Linked DNA regions of Mus musculus: regions 1, 3, 4 and 5 are each linked to region 2. The links are chromatin contacts, called in public HiChIP or PLAC-seq maps. All regions are on one chromosome and are shown on one strand. Each heading gives the region's core, a stretch centred on a gene start, on an enhancer-like site or on the middle of the called end of the contact. The rest is flanking DNA. Distances are from core to core; before and after follow the strand shown.

Region 1 (4,013 bases), core at 78-2,577, 150 kb after region 2:
GAAGGCAAAGATGGCTCTCCCAGCCTCTTCCCACGTGTGCTGGAGTCAGAATTCTGTCTACACAGGTGTGCCAGCGACTACCTGGAGAGTGCACAGGAGAAGAAGGGGTGTGGCCTGGGCCCACCCAGACCAGACAAGGAGGGTGTGAATGACTGTGAGGTGTGGAACTTGAGACCCAGATCAAAACTGGTATTAAAGTTAGATACCAGCTCCAGCCACTGTCCAAGGAAGGTGTTCAAACCCACCATCAGTTCTGGACACAAGCCTTCCAACCTTCCTTTTGGAGCCCTCTGTGCAGGGACGCCTTTCCTCTTGGGGCCCAGCTGTCCTTTTACTTTCTTCCCTGTGGCAGTTCAGGCTGCATGACTGCTGACCACAGAGGAAGTGTCATCATTGGGCCACATCCATGTCAGTTGGGCGTGCATCTGCATCTAGCCCACACTGTGGAAAAGCCTATGACCACAAACCCAGGGCTAGAGGAGAGTCCAAACTGCTCCCCTCGAGGACAGAGTTCTTAACACTGGCTTCCTCTCAGAGGTCTCCACCAGAGGGAGAAATCTGGGCTGTGGACATACCTTGTGGAAGAAGCAGAAAAGAAAAAGGCAACATGCCTAGCACGGCCAGGCCAGGCTCCACACGCCACCAGCAGACCCTGACTGGCTGCACTGCTGAAATCCACATGCCCTGAGCTAGCCAGCATCCTCTACTGGTTTCTCCTCCCTGATCTCTCACTAACCTCCCAGAGATTCCCTGACCCTTGCCCAAGACCAAGAGATGCCTGCCTCACGAGCAGGACTCTGATTGGCTGTGCCAGGCCTCCAGGCCTCGCCTGCTCAGACAAGGGAACACAGGAAGAAGGCAGACTCAGCCCCATCTTACACACAGGTGGGCACCTATGGGATCCTGGAAATTTTCAAATTTACCATCCTCTACAGAAGGACAAAGCTCTCACTGAGAGCACTCCCTGCTGGCTGTGAGCCTCTCCGTTTTGGGACCCTGGGCTGGATCTGGGGTCTTAAGGTCCCTGCAGAGCCAGATCTTCCCATCTCCAGGTCCTTCCTAAGCCTGACCTGTTCCACCCAGGAAGGAACCAAGCATGCATGGTGGGGGCCCCTCAGAACCCCTGACTGTGAAGTGTTCCTCCTTCCCCGACTCTTCCCGAGAGCTCCCTGAAGCCCTCTGTCACAGCAATGTGTACTCACAAAGCTCCCTGCCTCCCTCCCCGCTCAGGTCCTCTTACATAAGAGCACCTCTGGTTTCCCTGTGCCTGTGAAATGAGTGTCTGGGGAATCGGCTAAATGGAGCCGAGCTCAGCGGTGTTGACACAGCGTCACGTGGCCGAGCGTTTGCATAGTGGAGGAGCAGACAGAGGACTCTGAACCAGTCAGTGTGTCCTGCCCCAGCTCCTCCAGAACTCAACATTCTATCCCAGAGGATAGGCTGTGAGGGCCGTGTGCGGGATGCAGTATCTGACACCCGGGCACCTTTTAGGTGCAATCTCTCTTCCTTTAGCTTCAGATGGCTCCCCAGTATAGGAGGAAGGGTAAGGTATGACAAGACTGGGGCAGGAGATGAAGCATCAGGTAACTTGGCTGGTGGTGGAGGACGGCTTGCTTGCTTCCTTCACTGGCCAGTGCTGGGTGAGGCACCCAAAGTGCTTGCAGGGACGGGTCACTCTGCTGGGTACATCCTCAAGTGTTCTTGTTACCAGCTCCCTGAAGCATGCACCAGGGCCACTGCCAACTCTTGTGGAGAAGAGACCTGCAGAAAGAAGGCTAAGGCACTCAGGTGTGCATGGCAGCCTTCACGGCAGGGACACCGGTGCCCAGTGAATCTGGTTCTGCCGGCAGCCCAACAGAACCAAGCCAGGTGCTTCCAGAAGCCACTCACTCAGCTTTGGTAGGAAGAGAAACTTGGACAACCTTCTTTCCTGGAGCTTTAGAGAAGGCCGTGCGTGTTGAAGGATGTAGCCGGGTGACATCTAGCAGAGTCCCTTCTAGGGGCTATGTGCGCACACATGACCAGCACAAGCCAGCACACTCACAGTGACAGACACACACACGTTCCCTGCAGTCCGAGTCAGTGTGTCTTTGCCCTGGGGAGGCCATCCCTCCAGCTTCATCTTGGTAACCCTTCTCACAGCTCTTTCCCAGAAGCGCTGCTTTGTTTAGCTGGCCACTGAAATTAGGACAAGGGGACAAGTGTGGTCAGGTTTCCAATCAGGATACTTTTCCTTCTGTGTGTTTAAAATGGGACTCTGATGGAAACCGTAGGGCCCCACACAACAGGAAGCCACTCACTTCTCTCAACTCTGATGGGATGGGGCCATAGTTTGCTGGAGGTTCGAAAGACTGATCCCAAAAGGAGCCGTCTCCCAACTTCAAAAGGGTGAAAGCGCTGAGGCTGGGCAGTGAACCCCGACACCTTCCTCACGTTCGAAGCTTCTGGTTTTGACTTTGCCTTGGCTCTAAGATGAGCTTCTACAGTCAGCTAGTCTCCACTGCCTGGGACTCCTCATTTCTCTGCTGCTTGGAAAGAAAATAGGAAACAGTGGGCCCTACTTGGGGTGGGGCAATCTGCTGCTGGACGAGCGTTGACTCTCAGTTGGGGACAGCCTGTCTAAGCCCCTTGCTGGCTGTTGCTTTACAAAGTTATTGTTACCTATGTGCAGGCTGCTTTGCCTGGTGCCAGTGGAAGCCGGAAAGGGGGACTGGATCCCCTGGAAGTGGAGTTCAAGATGGCTGTAGGACACCATGTGGGCGCTGGGAATTAAAACTGTGCTCTCTGTAAGAACAGCCAATGCTCTTAACCACTGTGTTGGTTTTTCTGTAATGCACATGGCATGTATGTATATGGGTAGCTGGCATTTACTTCAATAATTATTACCTGCCAGCTACTTCATGAACAATTTATAAGTGATTTCTTTTAGTCATTATGGGACTTGGAGGTACAGGTTACGATAATACAGATAATTATGACAAAACCTGTCCCTAAGCACTCCTCTACACATTTACATACTTGAGCTGTCTATGCATGCTTGGGAGGTACACATTATTAAACCCATTTTCTAGATGAGGAAACTAAGGCTTTCAGGATGTAAGGATGACCGTCAAAATGCCCAGCTAGTAACGGTGAGACCTCTCCTTTCTGCTTCACTGCCTCTCAGGCCAGGCCACAGCCCTACTCTGAGCCCTGATGGGAGCTGGGAACAGTATGTGTCCGGGGCTTCTAATGGCCACAGAGTGACAGAGGAGACATGGACCATCTAAACCAGGCAGATGTATAAGACATAAGTAGATGAGAGCTTGCCATGGGCTGAGGAGGAAAGATGCAGGGCAACCGTTCAGAGGATGACATTTCTGCTTGGGTAATACAACTGTTTTGGAAATAGGATGGTGATGGTGGGACATTTGGGCAGAATTAATGTTATGGACTTAAAGATGTTCCAAACGGCAACTTTTATGTTGCATATATTTTAGCAATTTAAAACTGTGGCAGAAGAAGGCAGGTGTGACTTTAATCTCACCACTAGGGTGGTAGAGGCAGGTGGATCTCTGTGAGTTTGAGGCCAGCCTGGTCTAGAGTTACAGGAGAACAAGGATAAGTAGTCAGACCCTGTCTCAAAGAGGAAACCAAGTCGTTAGATACAGACACGGGACCAGCTCTCTAGAGACCCTCCTGCCACTGTCCGTGGCTGAGATCTCTCAGTCCGTGGTCTGTTTCCAGCACAGAATCAGTGGATGGAGCAGCTGTCTCTCTTCCTATGTCCTAGTGCCACACGGTTCCTCTACAAGCCACTGTGAGCTGTGTTCCTCCAGCAGGCCTGAGCCTGGCGTGCAGCGGGCACACTGCCCTCACCCAAAGTCAGCCCCCTTCATGTGTACTGCAGCCTGCTGCAGGCATAGATGTCACCAGTTTCCGTGGTTTCCAGAGCCGTGGACACCAACAGGAAGCTGTGGCGGCAGCAGCAGCTTGTGTAATTAGCATGGAATGTTCTGAGGCAGGCAAGAGCA
Region 2 (3,898 bases), core at 205-2,704:
GCTCTCACCGAGTTTGGCATTGACCATAGGAAGAATGGTAAGGGTCTATGATTCACAGAAGAATGATACCTCAGACTCAAACAGTATGCAAACGCAAAGAGTGTTTTATTCTGCTAAAGTCCAGCATGCTGGGGTCTTCCATTACCAAGATAGAGAGACAACCAAGTGAGCTTGCAGGCCAGATTTAAAGAACGTTAGTGGATTCCAGGGTAGGTAGTCTCCAGGGGCATTTCAAAACTAGGGTGTTGCGGGGGGGGGGGGGGGGGGGCTGGAAACTGTTGCTGAGGAAGTCTGGAAACTTGCTGACCCGTTGTCCTTGCTTCTGTCCAGGTGGCCGGGCAGCTTCTAATGGCAGGGCAGTTTCTGACTAGCTGCCTCAAGTCTGGGGCTTTTTTCTAGTAACTGGCTTACCTGGGCTTGCCTGGACTTGCCCAGTTGTTAGACCTAGACTCTCTAGACTTGCAGTTTGAAGCCTGTCATGGAGTCTCACAATTAATCTAGAAGGGCTGCAGAAATGGCTCAGCTGCTCTTCCAGAGGACCCAGGTTGATCCCAAAACCCACATGGCAACCTCAACCACTTGGAATCCCAGTTCCAGAGGATCTGACATCAACTTCAGACCTCTGTGGGCATCAGGCACACACGGGGTGCACAGACAAACATGCAGACCAAATTATACAAACAAAATTAAAAAAAAATTTTTTTTTTAATTGGGGGATGGGATGGAGTAAATGTTCTAGAAAACCTTATCCATGTGTTGGAGCCAACAAAGAGCTCTGGAGCTACTCCAGTTTAAACTGTCAAACATTAAGCTACCATTCCAAGACTGGGCCCCAAGTCTTAGAAAGTACCATCAACTCCCTGGGCGATTCTTAGCCATGGCATGGCTCACCGGCATCATTGCAGGAAAACGTCTCAAGGATGCTCCCTCTGTTAGCAACACAGCCTGTATAAGAGCACCCCAGCTCTTGCACAGCACCTGCAGACCAGAGCACCACAGCAATGCCTCTCTGTGGTAGGAGGGAAAAAAAAGCACCAAGGATTTATTGAGTCACAATCAGAAAATCTCTCCAGTTGTGAAAATGGCGTAATTTACAGATAGACAGACTACCAGTTCTGCATTAGATGAGGTGAAGAAAAGAAAAAGATTCCATTAAAATATTGTTATTTCACATTCTCTGGATAGCTGAGCTTCCTGACTGACATTCTTCTCCGAGTTGGAGAGGAAGCTCTACCCAGCTCAGCTCTGCGTGGAGTCCTGAGGCACAGGACAAAAGCATGGTCGATCAGTGCAGCATTCCGGAGTCAGGGGCTAACGGGGAGCCTTCTCCCTGCCCGAAGTCACGAGGTCACGGGGCAGGAGGAAAGAGGAAAAGAGTGGGGGAAAGTTGACCCAGGACTAGTTGCATGCCAAAGTCATTGTTCTGGCTCAGCCACTCCTTCCTGGAAAGTGGTGTGTGGGGGAGGGTTGCGCAGAGCCTCCCGGCTCCGGTTTCCCGGATGTTGCTGGCTCCTTGGAGATCCCTGGGGTCTGCTTATTTACCAGGCTTGAAGGCCCCAGGGACAGAAGGATGTGAGTGGAAATTATTCGAAGTGAGACACAAGGAGAAACCAAAGGCAAAGTAAAAGCTTTCACACGCTGCTCGCAGCTATCTTTCCGTGCAAATTCTAATCAATGAAGCAGATGTCATAGCTTTACTGCCTGCTACAACTTTCAAGTGTGTTTCATGGCGTTTTGTTTGTTTATTCATTTATTTATTCCAGCAATGACATTTGGAGAATGCTTTAAAAATGCCAACACAAAGAGAAGAGACACATTTAAGGCTTCTGGAAAACAACTTTTAGTGCATTTCAAGCTCATCTCTAGCTATTCCAAAATATATTTAGTTCTCTGAAGTCATTAACAGAGAGAGGACCAGGTCCCTGCCAGGAATCTCTCCCGCTCCCTCCCACGCGTAGTTGATTAATGGGATCTAGTCAGGCTGGGTTTTAATATGCTTTGCTATCCAGTGGCACACGGTCAGTGAGCTGAGAAGCAGAGTTCTGGAAAAGGCACGTGTGGAGAGTTGTGGAGAGCGCATGACTTTGGGTGGAGATCAGGGTGGGTGAATCCAGGGACTTGTATGGTGGGCACAATGAATGAAAGGGACAATCAATCTCTGCAGATCTGCTATAGGAAAATGCCCCAGCAGACTCACTGTGCAGATCCAGAGCACCCAGGAGCAGAGAAGAAGCCCCGTCTCCATAATAAGCCATTTACCAGGGTGCCTTAGACAGCGTTGAAATTCCCGACCTTGGCATATGTCTGGTACACTCCTGGTGCCTTTTGCTGGGAAGGCTGCGGAAAGGGCTCAAGCTGATGGCAGACGGAGGCTAGATCTACTGTAAACACTGACTCAGCGAAAGGCAAGGCGAGTGAAGGCCATTTCCCCCAGGAAGGAGATTTTCTGGTACCAGGCTCAAGTTCCCAGCAGAGGCCCATTCTGAGAATGTCATCCCATGTGTGGGTTTGGGACTCATCTCATCTTATGCTCCTCTTAGCATGGTACAATGTTTACCACGAGTGAATAGATGTCTGCAAGAAGGGCAGAATAAATATTGGTCTGCTCTCTAGGGAAGATGATGGTGTTGGCATTCAAAACTGGGACAAACAGGTGTGGTGCATATTTAACTTATCAAAGTGGACCTGGCCCTCAGGTTCTCCCAGAATCCCTCAGTCCCTACCTGGCATACCCAGCCCTCTACCCTGAACTTTCCAGCTGAGGAGTGGAGCTTCCTTCCCCGCCTCCAGAAGTTCTTCCCTCTATAACACTGAAATGTTGGTAGTCCCAGCCCTCCTGACCCTCTTTTTCTCTCTCTGCTTCCTCTTCTCCCTCCCCTCTGTCTCCCTCCTCATGGCAACTTATCTGGCCTTGTTCCTTGGGATCAGAGAGTGGCTTCCCAATCAACCTGCCTTTATATAATCTAATCAAGCTTGAATTGACTCATTTCATCCTAGCAGAGGGGCGAATTCTAGACAATGCCAGCAGAGGGGATCTTGAAGATTCTCAGTGCCTAAAATGTTGATAAATGGTGGAGCTGATAGGCTTTCCCGGTGCCCCTAGTGAGTCACTACCTGTTGTGTACACAGCCTGCGATGCTACCTGTACCCCCAGAAACAACTAGGAACATACTGTGTCACCTGAAAATAAGTACTTTCTTTAAAGGGGCAGGAAAAACACTGGATCATGGCAGACTGCCTGAGAATGCCTGTGTCTAACTGTGGCATTGTTATAATGACTATGGTGTCCCCAAGGTTCTTGTGCTACATGCCTAATTCTCTGTCACTGACACTATTATGGAATGTGATGGAAACTTTAGGAGATGTGGTCTTACTGAAGGAAGTAGGTCACTGTGGGTGTCTCCCTTTGAGGATTATGGCTGAATTCAGTCTTTTCCTATTTTCTGTTACACCCCCCCCCCCGTTTTTTTCCAATTTACACAAGCTAAGGCTATTTTGGAAAAGGGAAACTTAACTGAGAAAATGCCTCCTCCATAGGGTTGGCCAGTAGGCAAGGCTTTGGGGCATTTTCTTGATTAGTCATGGATATGGGAGGACCCAGGTCACTCTGGGGCAGGTGGTCCTGGGCTGTATATGAAATCAGGCTGAGCAAGCCAGTGAATAGCACTCCTCCATGATCTCTGCTTCAGTCCCTGCCTGCGGGTTTCCTGCCTTAACTTTCTGCTTTGACTTCTGTCAGTGATGGACTATGGCTGAGATGGGCTGCTTTGGGTCTTGGTCTTTAATCCAGCAATAGAACCCCATCTAAGACACTCCGCTTCCTATACACAGGAGCTTAGTGGTCTCTGCCTTATGCTTCTGCTACCAGGCTGTTTGGCTGGCCCAGAATCAACAGGGC
Region 3 (4,220 bases), core at 1,425-3,924, 180 kb before region 2:
AGGTTTGGAGACCCTAAGAAGTCCCCAACACTGAGTGCCATCTTAAGGGTCTGAGGCCCCTGGAAGTGTGCCAAGTGTTTTGGAGGTAAGTTTCTATGGTGGTGGTTTGAAAGAAAATGGTCCCCATAGGCTCACAGGGAGTGGCAGTACTAGGAGGTGTGGCTTTGCTCCAGTAGGTGTGGCTTTCTAGGAGGAAGCATATCACTGGGGGCTGGCTTTGAGGCATCAGAAGCTCAAGCCAGACCTAGTGGTTGACAGTCTCTTACTTCTGCCTTTGGATCAAGATATAAAACTCTCAACTCTTTCTTCAGTACCGTGTCTGCCTGCATGCCACCATGCTTCCCACCATGATGATAACGGACTAAACCTTGGCAAACCATCAACTCCTTCTTCAGTACCGTGTCTGCCTGCATGCCACCATGCTTCCCACCATGATGATAACGGACTAAACCTCGGCAAACCAGTCCTTAAGAGTTGTCATGGTTTCTGGGCATTGGTGGCACACACCTTTAATCCCAGCACTCAGGAAGCAGGGGCAGGTGGATCTCTGAGTTCGAGGCCAGCCTGGTCTACAGAGTGAGTTCCGGAACAGCCAGGGCTACACAGAGAAACCTTGTCTCCAAACAAAAACCAAACCAAACCAAACAAAACAAACAACAACAAAAAAGGGGTTAATGGTTATGGTGTGTCTTAGTTAGGGTTCCATTGCTGGGAAGAGACACCATGACCACGGCAACTCTTATAAAGGACAACATTTAATTGGAACTGGCTTACAGGTTCAGGGGTTTGATCCATTATGATGGCATCTTGCAGGCAGACATAGTTCTGGAGAAGGAGTTGAGAGTTCTACATCTTGATCTCAGGCAGCAGAAGGGGACTGGACCAATACTGGGTATAACTTGAACAAGGGATACCTCAAAGCCCGCCTCCACAATGACACACTTCCTCCCACAAGGCCACACCTCCTAATAGTGCCACTCCCTATGGACCAAGCATTCAAACGCATGAGTCTACAGGGCCATACCTATTTAATCACAACATGGTGTCTATGTACTGCAATAAAACCCTAACTAAGATAGTTTCTAAATGAAAAAATTAAATAGGGGGAGGAGGACATGACTACTAAAATATGGAGAAGGGTTCATTGTAGATATAAGGGATAAAACAGGCAGAGGGAAGAGTCCAGGCTGGGCCTGGCCAGCAGACTAAACCCAACCATGAGAGGAGAGAGAAGGAGGGAGAACAAGAGAGCAGCCACTCACCAAGAGGTGGCCCAGGTCAAGGCGCCAAGAGGTGTGGCCAAAATGTCTGAATTACATAGGGAAAGCTGGTGGGGGAAAGGCAGCCCAGACCCTGGGGTGGAGAGTTCAGGGGAGGGAGAAGAGCGAGCCAGCCATGCCCTGTAACAGATAGGGACTGAGGGATTCCGGAAGAACCTGGTGGCCAAGTCAGCTTTAATACGGGAAATAGGCACCTCAGCTTGCCCCGTGTTCAAGATCTAACGGTTTCAACAGGAGCAAACCCCCTACACCCACAAGTTCTATGGTGGTTTGAATATGTTTGGGCCAGGGAAAGGCACTATTGGGAGGTGTGGCCTTCTTGGAGTAGGTGTGGCCTTGTGTGTGGAGGAAGTGTGTCACTGTGGGCCTGGGCAATGATACCCTTCTCCTTACCACATGGGAGCCAGTCTTCTAGTGGCCTTCAGATGAGTGTAGAACTCTCAGCTCCTCCTGCATCATGCCTGCCTGGATGCTGCCATGTTTCCACCTTGATGATAATGGACTGAACCTCTGAACCTGTAAACTAGCCCTGATTAAATATTGTCCTTATGAGAGTTGCCTTGGTCACAGTGTCTCTTCACAGCAAAGCAAACCCTAACCAAGACACGTTCCCAGTGAGAAGTTAGCTCCCCCAGACAGAAAAGCTCAGGTTTTCATGGCCTCTGGAATGATGGAGAGAAAGAGTCTTATTTGGACTTCTGATTCCTTTGCGAGAGTCTGTTTTCTCTCTGCTGCATTTAAATGCTGTTTGAAAACAAAGTGTGCGGGTGTGAGTGTGAGACACCGCTGCCACCGTGCAGTAACACACAGCAGTGTAATTAGTACCTGGCATTCTGAGCAAGAGAAGGCTAGACACTCTAATTCTAGAGAGCCAAGAATGGAAGAAGAGTGCCACACATGGGGGAGAAATACACTGGGGACACACTGAAAGTTAATGTCCCCGAGGCATCCTTCCTTTCTCTTTCAGGCAGCATCAGTGATCATGAAAGGTTTATTTTAAAAGACTTGGGTTGCATACAGACTATATACGTCGTCCTCTGGAATGCCCTGTGGTGTGTGATGCCTGCTTTCTGGCTGACTTGAGAGGAAATGGAAAGTTTAAATCATGGGCTTAAGTACCAGAACCAAGAATTAAACTGCGGTGACAAAGCAGTCCCTTGGCTGTGGTTCCAAAGGTCACTTTGCAGAACAAATGTTGCAATAACAAACGGAGCTGGCATGCTCTTTCCTTAGGAAGACTTCTTCTCATCTCTGGTCCAGTTACTTCCTTGCAAGGTCTAGTGTGTCCCTGGGAGAAGGGGACCTCCAAGTCAGTACAGCAGTGAACTGTTTGATCTGGGACAGCCTGAGAGACCTGATCACACAGCCTGCATCTACAGATTTTCCACCTCTACAGGGGAATGCCTGTGTTTGCAGTTACCCTGAGCTCCTTTAGAAGGGAGGGGACTGAAGCGCAGATGTCTGGACACCCCCTGCTGCTTCTTTTGTTATGCAACATGGCTTCTAAGCACGAGGAACCTAGAAATAGAGAGGCTTTCACTCAGAAGGTATTTACAGAGCAGCTCCTGTAAATACTCAGATGGAAGGGGTTCTGGGCAGACCTGGGCTGGGGGACAGTTGTGTGCAGCGATGTATAAAACCAACGCACTTCCTTCCCCGCTAAGGGTGCAACTCAGTGGGGGAGGCTGATATTAAGTAGCACAAACCCAGAAAGCCATGGGAACAGTGCCAAGTGAGCTTAGAACTAGGGGGTCCAGTCCAGAGGTTGGGGAGGGCTTTGCTGAGAAGGTGAGTAATTCGGAGAAGACTGGGAAGATCTGGGGTAGGGGTTGGGGCATAGGGATGTATGGGAGACTGGCATGGAAAGAATATTCCAGAGATAGGGAATGGCAAATAAATAAATAAATAAATAAATAAATAAATAAATAAATAAATAAATAAGGAAGACAGGACTGTCCCTAGGTATGGTAGAGGAGAAAGGGTGTGGTATGCCAGCCATATTCTGTAACAGGTAAGGGAACTGAAGGATGTTGGGAGAGTCTGGTGGCCAGGTCTGCTTTGATATGATAAACAGACACCTCAGTTAGCCTCTTGTTTGAGACCTAAGAGTTTGGTCAAAGACCTGGAGGGAGGGAGGCTGGGGCAGTGTGGGAGTGGGAGGGGTCAGCGCACTGGACCAAAGCTTTTATTTTGCTTAAGGGCAGAAGGCCCCTGAAGCAGAGATCTGCCATACTCAGGTTTGCATCTGAACATCTGGCTGGCTGCTGTGGCTCAGGAGGCATTCTCGAGATACTTGGAGTCAGGGTAGTAGAGATAGAACATAGAACAGGGTGGACGCCTGGGAGAAGATGTGTTAGGCTTAAATGAAATATTTTTTTTGTAGGAAAATGGATTATGTTAAGTAAAATAAGCCAAAATCAGAGCTTGTATGTTTGTGTGTAGTCAGGGGACCATTGCAGGGAGGAAGAGATTTTTTTTTTGGTTTTGTTTTTATTTTTTGAGACAGGGTTTCTCGGTATAGCCCTGGCTGTCCTGGAACTCACTCTGTAGACCAGGCTGGCCTCAAACTCAGAAATCCGCCTGTCTCTGCCTCCCAAGTGCTGGGATTAAAGGCATGCGCCACCACACCCGGTGCGATTAGTATTTCAAGTTGGGAAGGAAAAGTGAGGTTAGGACCTTCCTCAGTTTGGATACATGGGGATTCAGGGGCCTTAGTACACAATATACAGAAGTCACTCTTTGTCACACCAGGCCTCACATACTCTTGATCCTTCTCCTCCATAGCATTGGCACCTCTCACAGTATTTTACAAAGATGCTTCAATACAGCAAGGGTGAGAGTTTGGTCTGGCCATTGGGCCACCATGTTGACTAACAACAAATATGGAGACAACCCAGGTGGCTGGTTGGTAGTGGTCACTCAAAGTAAGGTAGACCCGAA
Region 4 (3,938 bases), core at 1,088-3,587, 130 kb before region 2:
GTGGGATGTTTTCCTGGCCTCAGAGTCCAGGCACCCAGGTTCTCATTGCCCTGTCAGGGTTTCTGGGACTTCTCTGAGAGCAACTCCCCATCCCATTCTTCTCGGTCACCGCCTCACTTTTGGGTTTCAGTGGCAGGGTGTGGATGAACAGTCTCTAAATCGAATCCTTGAGCAGCATGCCTCTGCCAACACCCCTCTGCAGTACTCGTTAGCACGCCACCTGTGACATGGCCAGTATGACATGCCACCTGACTTTAGTTCTCTGTGTCCCCAGTTCAGCCTGCCACACTGGTCTTCTGACATCTGCTTCTCTTGTGTTCAGACTCACGATATTCGCTGTGTTGTTGAGCTGTGGGGACAGTGACAGACAGTGACAGAGGGTCTGCCTCCCTCTTCCACATTTGCTGCTCACTGAGTCAGCTCTCAGCATGATGTGGGAATGAACCCAACTTGAGAACACAGCAAGCAGGGCTGGGGGTTGAAAAGGAGACAAACTGGTGTGGGGAGGGGTGGGGGGGTGGGGGGGTGGGGTGGGGGTGGGGGGGTGGGGGGGGGGAGGAGTACCTGACATTTTGAGGTCATAGGGACATTTGCCTTTCCTGTTTTTTTGTTTGCCCAGAATATAATCTGTTCTTTCCTATTTTAGGGACTCCTCAGTATATGGATCTTACTGGAGGAGGCAGGCCACTGTCTCCTGTGAAAGAGCACATGGTCTAGTGGTCTCAATGCCTTGACCTTCAGGGACTAGGTAGGGAGGCTGATTCGAAAATTTACTCCCAAGATAATTCAGACCATCTTCAGTTTTCTCAGGAGTCCCAGAGAGATCTGAGAGACGTGGGCTTCAAGCATATTTTGGGCTTCAAGCATATTTTGGCCATACTTCAGCCTGTCATATGTCCTATCTCCTGGGACCACAAAAGTCCTGGTGCAGGACAAATCAAAGCAGGTGGATTCTCTTAGAGAGGGCGTCCTCAGCTAACTTTGGTTCTCCTTTTTCCTTCTGTTTTGCAGGAAGGCGTGGGAGAGAACCAAAAGCAATTAGCTGCTTGTCTTTACTGTCTGGAACAGTGTTTACACACTTAAAGTGTCACCAAGGGCTAATTGTAACTGCAGAGACGGGGAGTGGGTAAGGAAAACCAGACTGGAAGCGAGTCCAGGAAAATATTGATTTTTTTTTTTTTTTTAAAGAAAAGGAGTAGCAGCCAGGCAGTGGTGGTGTACACCTTAAACCCAGCACTTGGGAGGCGGAGGTAGGTAGATCTCTGAGAAACCTCCCTGTCTCAAAACAAAACAAAACAAAACAAAACAAAACAAAACAAACAGAGTGAGAGAGAGAGAGAGAGAGAGAGAGAGAGAGAGAGAGAGAGAGAAATAAGGAAAGAGGAAAAAAACGATAAAAAAGAAAAGGTAATTGAGCTTCCAGTTTGGGTGGTTCAAGGGCTTGGCTCTGTTGCGTAAGGGCCCCTTCTCCTTGTTGCTTTTTCATGGTGGACGTTCAAGGGTTGAGCTTGTCCTTGTAGCAACCCATTCTCAGGAGAATTGTAAGCTGGGCACGGTGGCACACACCTGAGATCCGGCCCGCAGAATATGGGGACAGCAGGGTTTTCAGTTCTAGGCCCTGAGCGATATGGTAAGACCCAATCTATGAGCTTCAAACGATTAACAACAAAAGAAAGGCCCCAATCCCTAAGGCGGTGACTTAAATGACCGCCACCTCTCCTAGGCTCCAGTTCTCACTCTGCTATCACATCGTCATACTGGATGCGAAGCCACAGGAGCACAAGCGTTTGGGGCACAAACCACATCCAACCCTTTATCTAGCTTAGATGGGAGGGCGCCTTCCAGCTTACGGTTTAACACGTGTCCCTTGGCATGGTTTCCCGTGTGTCTTCCGGTGGGTGTGTCTTCCGTTGCTCCCCCATCTTCTCGCAGTTTGGAGTCTTTCCAGGAGCTTGAGAAGAGGAAAGCTGTAGGTTTGCCGGGCATTCCTCCTCCCACACCTCCTCACCTTCCTTTCAAATCATCTAATTTCTTTCAATCATTTCGCCTCTCTCTGTCTCTCCCACTGTCTTTGTCTCTGTCTCTCTCCCCAAATGCGTACATAAACGACTAGGAGCGTGAGGTAGGCAGTAGACCGTTCTTGTCCCCAGGGACTTCTTTGCCCGTGCATGGTTTTCTTTGCATTTTCTTAGTTAATCCTGGAGCTTTAACAAGCCCATTCAAAACGGCCCCAGCTCACTTTTGCTTTTACAATCCTAATTGCTTTTCCCTTTGGGGAGTGAATCACAGGCTACATTTGCCAGCACAGCCCAAGTCCAATCAGATTCACTGTCCCACAGTTGTAGAAATGACGGATTCATTGTCCCACAGTTGTAGAAATGAACGTGCCTGGGAAGTGGGTCCCAAGGCTCTGTCTGATGTGTGACCTTGGGCTAGTCAACCCTCCTGGGAGACAGATTTCCTCCTCTGTCAGGCAATGGGCAGGACTGGATGGTCTCCAAGGACCCGACAGCTCCTCGAGACCCTGAAGTTTATTAAAAGAGAAAGCATTCATAAGATTTATGAGTGGTTATTTTTTAATTATAAAAACAAAACATGTTTGTGGCAAAAATTAGAACAATTCAGAAGTATGCAAAGCCAAATTGTCTGTGACCCTTCCTTCCTCCACCAAACCCCAGGGACCTTTTGGGCCCTGTATTTGCCAAGAGCACTTAATGCCCTTGTGTGATGCTGACCCCAAGTGACTCCAGTTCCCTGGATAATGAAGGGCTGTGCTGGGAAGAAACTGCATGCACTCTTACAGAGGGCTCCCTTTTCCTTAGAGGACAACCACAGACTTTAGTGTTGTTTAAGAGCTGTGGAACTCTGCTGCTTGCAACCTACCTCACTTATATTTTTATCAGGAAATAGAACATAGAATCCAAGCCTTAGGTTTGCACGGTCGGTCATGTCTTGAGAGGAGAGCTAGTGACTAGGGAATCCAACTATCCTATAGCAGCCACAATGGAAAATACAGGCCCAGAGATTAGACATTGATTTGAGTGCTCTGGTCTTTCAGCCAGCATGAATCTTGCCTTCTAATGCGTGTCTGTTTTTAATCAGCTGGAGTTGGAGTCTGTAGCTGAGAACAGAGATGATGCTTATTGTTACAGAATGGCAATGAGATACAGTATATACTACCTGCTGTTATGGGGGTGGAATCCATGAAGAGGCATGGACCAAGGACTCCTGACCACCCAAGCTGCTTTATCCCTTCTGTTGTAGCCCCCACTTGCCTCTACAAGGGCAAAGGCAAGGTGCGTGTGTGTGTGTGGGGGGGGGGACTTGGGAGATGAGTAGAACTCAGAAGGGAGAAGGATGGTTGGTGCTGAGGCAGGGGGAGACCTGGGAAAGGTGTGCAAGGGAGGGAGAGAGCATAGGCTGCTTTTCTCCAAAAGAAGATACAAGTGTGTGTGTGTGTGTGTGTGTGTGTGTGTGTGTGTGTGTGTGTGAAAGGGTGAGAGGCTAGACCTGGGGCACTCCAAGGGGCTAGATAGAGAAGCTCAGTGGTTAGACCTGAACTATGGAGAAAACAACTGAAACCACAGGCACATAGGGAGAGAGCGACCAAAATGTCTGGATTATATAGGGAAGAGCTTCTGGGGGAGGGGCAGCTTCAGGGAAGAGGGTGGGGTATGCTCTGTAACAGGTAGGGACTGAGGGATGCTGGGAGAGCCTGGTGGCCAGGTCAGACTTGGTGTGTAAAATATGCACCTTGGCTATTTGTCCTGGGTCTGAATCCCAACAAACTCATCATTAAAATACTGCTCAGTATTACTGTTATCTCATTCATTCATCTATTCATCTGTTACTGGGTGAAAGTTTCTTCTCAGCTTTTATCTCCCCCACCCCCACTTCTTGGATGGCTTCAAACTCTTTATGTAGCCAAAGATGACCTT
Region 5 (3,844 bases), core at 607-3,106, 250 kb before region 2:
TCTGGAATGAGCTTTCTTATATATGCTGTCCCTGACAGCCTCCACGTCCTTAGCTAAGGACGAGCCACGTAGAGCCGGGCTGTATCCTTTACAATTAGGCCATATAGCTGCGATAGCAGCTACCCTTTCCATTTTTGTTATCTTTATACAATAAAAGTATCTGTCATAGTTTGTCTGGCCAAGGCTGGGATTCTCCCTAACTAACGGCATCTGAAACAGCATAAGCTGGCAAGGATGCCAGGATGTCTACAGAACACCGCACTGAAGTCTGGCAATGTCAAAACCTGTCTCATTCTCACCTCTCAGCAACGGATGTGACAAAGACCTGAACTGGAAGGAGTCTATAGAACACATTTAATATAAACATGTGTGGTGACAATATAACCCTGAGATGTTCCCTTTGAGTCAGACCCTGCCCCTCCACTGCCTCACCCCATGATACCTTCCCTGTGTCTTCCCTGTGGTGCAGAAGCCTGCCTGACTGTGTGGGTCCACCTGTAGCTGTGGAAGGACAGGGACTGCTGCAGGCTCTCTCATGTGCTGGCTTCAGTGTCCTTCATCTTACCAGCCCAACAGTTAGCTGTCCATCTTTCACTTTCTTTCCAGTGTGGAGTTTCTTAAAGAGTTCCAGTAATTCCTGTTTCGACACCAGGTAGCTATCATTGTTCACTTGTTGATTTTCTGCGTTTTTTCTGTTCTGAGTCTCAGAATCCGCATTACAGCCCTCCTCCTCCTCAGGGACGCTGTCTTCTTCTGAACACGTCTGCCAATCTTCCTCTTCGTCCTCCTGACAGTCCTCATATTTGCTGTCACCACTGTCACTTGCGGACTCCTCACTAAGCGAGATCAAGTCTCTGTGTGGGATTTCATTCGCATCCAAACTGGAGCTTTCAGACTCTGTTTTGTTGGTGTCTCCAGCAACACTGTCTACTTCCTCCTGATGAAGTGACAGAAACCACAAAGCTTCAGACCTGTGTAACCGCACTTTACACACAGAGGCTAGTGATGGAAGAACAGGAAATACTATGCTGGAGACCAGCATATGGGCAGGCAAGCACATAGGTGGACATCAGCAGATGCCCCTAGCAGGGCAGACCTTCACTTCTGTTGCTCTGTTGCTGCAGAGCTAAGACTGAGCCCAGGGGCTTTTGCATATGAAGCAAGCAGTACACCATCCCCAACCTTGTTCTGATTTTATAATTGTTTTAAATATGTCAAAAAGTACCAAAGTCTTTTGATCTTAAGTAAAAAAGAGCACAGACCCCTGTGTGTGAAATTCAGAGGCTGCAAAATTTCATTCTAGATTGGTGATGACCATGATAATAGACAGGAGCTCACTATGTAGACCAGGTTGTCCTTGAACTCAGAGATTTGCCTATCTCTGCCTTGCAAGTGCTGGGACTAAAGGCAAGCATCACAACACTTGAGCCGTCATGCTTGAAAGCAAACACTTTAACTCCCCGAGTCAAGTTTCTAGCTAGGTTTCCATTCTAGAAATCTCAATCTTTCTGTATGTCCCTTAGCAGGCATGTGGGATAAACACTGTGCTCCATTATCCATCAATGTTAGTGGTAATCATAACAGAAATGGATAAGCACCAAGATGAGAGCCCCAAAATGGCATCTATGAGGTAGCTGAGGGCAAGAACTGAACACTGGCAGAGGAAGAAACCAAGACGACAAAGAACAAACCCTCAGATCAACAACTGGAGCTAGCTTAGTGTCACTGTAGGGAAACGGCTTCTGACTTTAGAGATTAAAGCTGCCTGGCCTTGGTGCCCTGCCATTGCTGGAGGCAAACTTTTGCATGCCTGGGCAAGCACTGTACCACTGCTAGGCCCTCAGCACTAATTAGCCACTGACAGATAATGTGACCTTCCAACAGGGAAACGGAAGGAGGGAGGGATTTCTTTCACTGGAGTGTAGAGCTCAGTAAATAATGAGTTCATCCACGAGAGGGGGTTGTATTCACAGATCTCCCCCCCCCCCCCCCCCAGACAGGTTTTCTCTCTGTAGCCCTGTCAGTCATGAATTCACTATGTAGATCAGGCTGGCCTGGAACGCATAGAGATAGTCCAGCATGCACATCACCTATATTAACACCCATTAAAAAGCCAAAAGATAAAAGAAGAGGGGAAAATATCACTTCTAAGTGTCTTCTAAATATCAAAGATACCAGGACTGATTTTTTAATAGACTTTAAGTTTTAGTAAAACTTGGTTAAAGATAAAAGAAATTGCCTACACTCTTCAGTTGTACCCTGTGCACTGTGAAGTTTCTCTTAAAAGCAAATTAATAATTAAAAAAAAATATGAAACTTCTTAGACAACTTCCTGAAGATTAAAAAAGTTAAGGTCTCAGATGCGAAAGAGTATACGGTACGGCATGAAAGAGTATATGAAATCACAAAGTATCCATGTGGTCTGGTTACAGATTTTTAAATATTTTTATAGGCTCTCCTGTAATCACTGAACTGGGGGGAGGGGAATCCCCAAACAAAGTAATCCTTACAAATCACCAATATAAACAAAACACATTAGTCAGAAATAAGGCAACCCCAAAACCCACCTTGAGAAAGGCCCCCAGCCCATTACCTTCAAGTCACCATTTAGGTGATCAGTTTCTGCCAAAGCTGACCAGAAGATAACCTTTACCCCTTCCTTTTCAAAGTGCACAGCCCAGGCAAACCGCTGCTCAGCAGTCAGCAAGTCTGCCTTGTTTATCAGGATCACGTTCTCCTTGGCAGCATCGATCTCTTTCACGTAACACTCCTATAAAGACAGACATTTCCAGTCCTCAGACAACAGCTGGGCTCATCAGCACCACAGATTCCCAATTAAAGCTGAATCAAACCCCAACCCCAAATCACTTTCTTTTTTGTAGTTGTTTTGTTTTTTTGAGACAGAGTTTCTCTGTGTAGCCTTGGTTATCCTGGAACTTAACTCTGTAGGCCAGGGTGGCCTTGAACTCAGAGATCTGTCTGAGTGCTGGGATTAAAGGCAAGCAACATTACTACCAGGCTTAAATCAATCTCTCTCTCTCTCTGTCTCTGTCTCCCCCCCCCCCCCCCTTGGTTTTTCGAGACAGGGTTTCTCTGTGTAGCCCTGGTTGTCCTGGAACTCACTCTGTATACTAGGCTGGCCTCGAATCTGCCTGCCTCTGCCTCCCGTTAAAGGCGTGAACCACCATTACCCGGCTTAAATCATTTTCTTTAAAAAAAAAAACTATTTTTGTGTGTATACATGAACCTACACATGCTCTACCATGTATGTAGAGGTCAGACTTTGGTCACTAGGCTTGTGCAGCAAGTTCCTTTAACCTGCTGAGCCATCTCCAAGGATGTCCTTAAATCACTTTCTAACTCAAAGATTAGAGCTTTTGATGCTTCTACTAACTGATCCTCTCTGTGAGCTCTGAAAAAAAGTCTACCATTAATATTTTTTGCTGTTCATGAGTTGAGAGAAACCACTATGGTCTTCACATAGAAAAATGTACACCGCACATATGCACCATGAGTTCAATTGGATCACGTCATTTTCAATAATCCTTACGCCTAACACTGTATTAATGAGCTTAGTTCATCTGTAAACTAGTACAGGTGTAGTAAGGTGTGAAGAGAGAACTCTGGAGTGGATTAAACAGTGACGGGAATATCCTGAGGAAAAGCAAATGCCATTCTGACTTGGCTCCTGAAGACAAGAGACCAGCAAATGGCTAGCATGAAAGGGCCTGCTAACCAGCAGCTAGAACGTGGATTCCAATGTCTATGCTCTCTACAGATGGGAACACCTGCTGAAGCAAACCTGTCTACAGAGCGGCAGTGTGTAAGTTCTCGGCTTTGAAGA

Evidence for each region. HiChIP or PLAC-seq counts read pairs in DNA pulled down with a chosen protein or histone mark.
Region 1: a contact with region 2 is called in an HNF4G HiChIP or PLAC-seq map of pancreatic cancer cells. The contact joins two enhancer-like sites. A contact is called at or near these places in 3 of 39 promoter capture datasets (the 3T3-L1 cell line, hippocampal neurons and liver), 2 of 15 datasets of contacts at CTCF or cohesin (both in the NIH/3T3 cell line), 11 of 484 Hi-C or Micro-C datasets (Sertoli cells, adipose-derived mesenchymal stem cells, brown adipocytes and 6 more), 5 of 115 datasets of contacts at active chromatin or transcription factors (the NIH/3T3 cell line, embryonic stem cells, heart atrium and 1 more) and 1 of 9 other capture datasets (embryonic stem cells).
Region 3: an H3K27ac HiChIP or PLAC-seq map of embryonic stem cells shows a contact between it and region 2, with 21 read pairs. The contact joins two enhancer-like sites. A contact is called at or near these places in 5 of 39 promoter capture datasets (cranial neural crest, embryonic stem cells, liver and 2 more), 3 of 484 Hi-C or Micro-C datasets (bone marrow-derived macrophages, embryonic stem cells and nephron progenitors) and 12 of 115 datasets of contacts at active chromatin or transcription factors (cardiomyocytes, embryonic stem cells, epiblast stem cells and 3 more).
Region 4: an H3K27ac HiChIP or PLAC-seq map of embryonic stem cells shows a contact between it and region 2, with 8 read pairs. The contact joins two enhancer-like sites. A contact is called at or near these places in 1 of 39 promoter capture datasets (the C10 cell line), 1 of 15 datasets of contacts at CTCF or cohesin (the NIH/3T3 cell line), 6 of 484 Hi-C or Micro-C datasets (bone marrow-derived macrophages, brown adipocytes, embryonic stem cells and 1 more) and 5 of 115 datasets of contacts at active chromatin or transcription factors (cardiomyocytes, embryonic stem cells, large pre-B cells and 1 more).
Region 5: an H3K27ac HiChIP or PLAC-seq map of embryonic stem cells shows a contact between it and region 2, with 8 read pairs. The contact joins two enhancer-like sites. A contact is called at or near these places in 1 of 39 promoter capture datasets (macrophages), 1 of 484 Hi-C or Micro-C datasets (embryonic fibroblasts), 15 of 115 datasets of contacts at active chromatin or transcription factors (the SCID.adh cell line, astrocytes, craniofacial prominence and 6 more) and 3 of 9 other capture datasets (adipose tissue, liver and pancreatic islet).

The regions. Positions count from the first base shown.
Region 1 is chr16:30,968,179-30,972,191 of GRCm38.p6, forward strand. All of the region lies in intron 3 of Xxylt1 (xyloside xylosyltransferase 1), which reads right to left. It overlaps Gm15742 (a long non-coding RNA gene), which reads right to left. Exons shown (of 2, transcript XR_384807.2): 2 at 1-1,761. Among named protein-coding and RNA genes, the nearest start is that of Gm15742, 6.3 kb to the right of the region's middle. Within about 2 kb of position 1,328, at least 145 of the 459 cell types and tissues checked have an H3K27ac peak or open chromatin away from gene starts, as enhancers often do. A contact at or near this core is called in liver, nephron progenitors and pancreatic cancer cells, where this site is marked.
Region 2 is chr16:30,820,032-30,823,929 of GRCm38.p6, forward strand. No RefSeq gene overlaps it. Among named protein-coding and RNA genes, the nearest start is that of Gm26295, 7.8 kb to the left of the region's middle. Within about 2 kb of position 1,455, at least 149 of the 459 cell types and tissues checked have an H3K27ac peak or open chromatin away from gene starts, as enhancers often do. A contact at or near this core is called in astrocytes, brown adipocytes, embryonic stem cells and 3 more, where this site is marked.
Region 3 is chr16:30,643,572-30,647,791 of GRCm38.p6, forward strand. No RefSeq gene overlaps it. Among named protein-coding and RNA genes, the nearest start is that of Fam43a, 46 kb to the left of the region's middle. Within about 2 kb of position 2,675, at least 42 of the 459 cell types and tissues checked have an H3K27ac peak or open chromatin away from gene starts, as enhancers often do. A contact at or near this core is called in embryonic stem cells and pancreatic cancer cells, where this site is marked.
Region 4 is chr16:30,690,359-30,694,296 of GRCm38.p6, forward strand. No RefSeq gene overlaps it. Among named protein-coding and RNA genes, the nearest start is that of Fam43a, 93 kb to the left of the region's middle. Within about 2 kb of position 2,338, at least 43 of the 459 cell types and tissues checked have an H3K27ac peak or open chromatin away from gene starts, as enhancers often do. A contact at or near this core is called in brown adipocytes and embryonic stem cells, where this site is marked.
Region 5 is chr16:30,570,600-30,574,443 of GRCm38.p6, forward strand. Lsg1 (large 60S subunit nuclear export GTPase 1) reads right to left here. Exons shown (of 14, transcript NM_178069.5): 7 at 2,594-2,770; 8 at 566-937. Among named protein-coding and RNA genes, the nearest start is that of Lsg1, 15 kb to the right of the region's middle. Within about 2 kb of position 1,857, at least 34 of the 459 cell types and tissues checked have an H3K27ac peak or open chromatin away from gene starts, as enhancers often do. A contact at or near this core is called in astrocytes and embryonic stem cells, where this site is marked.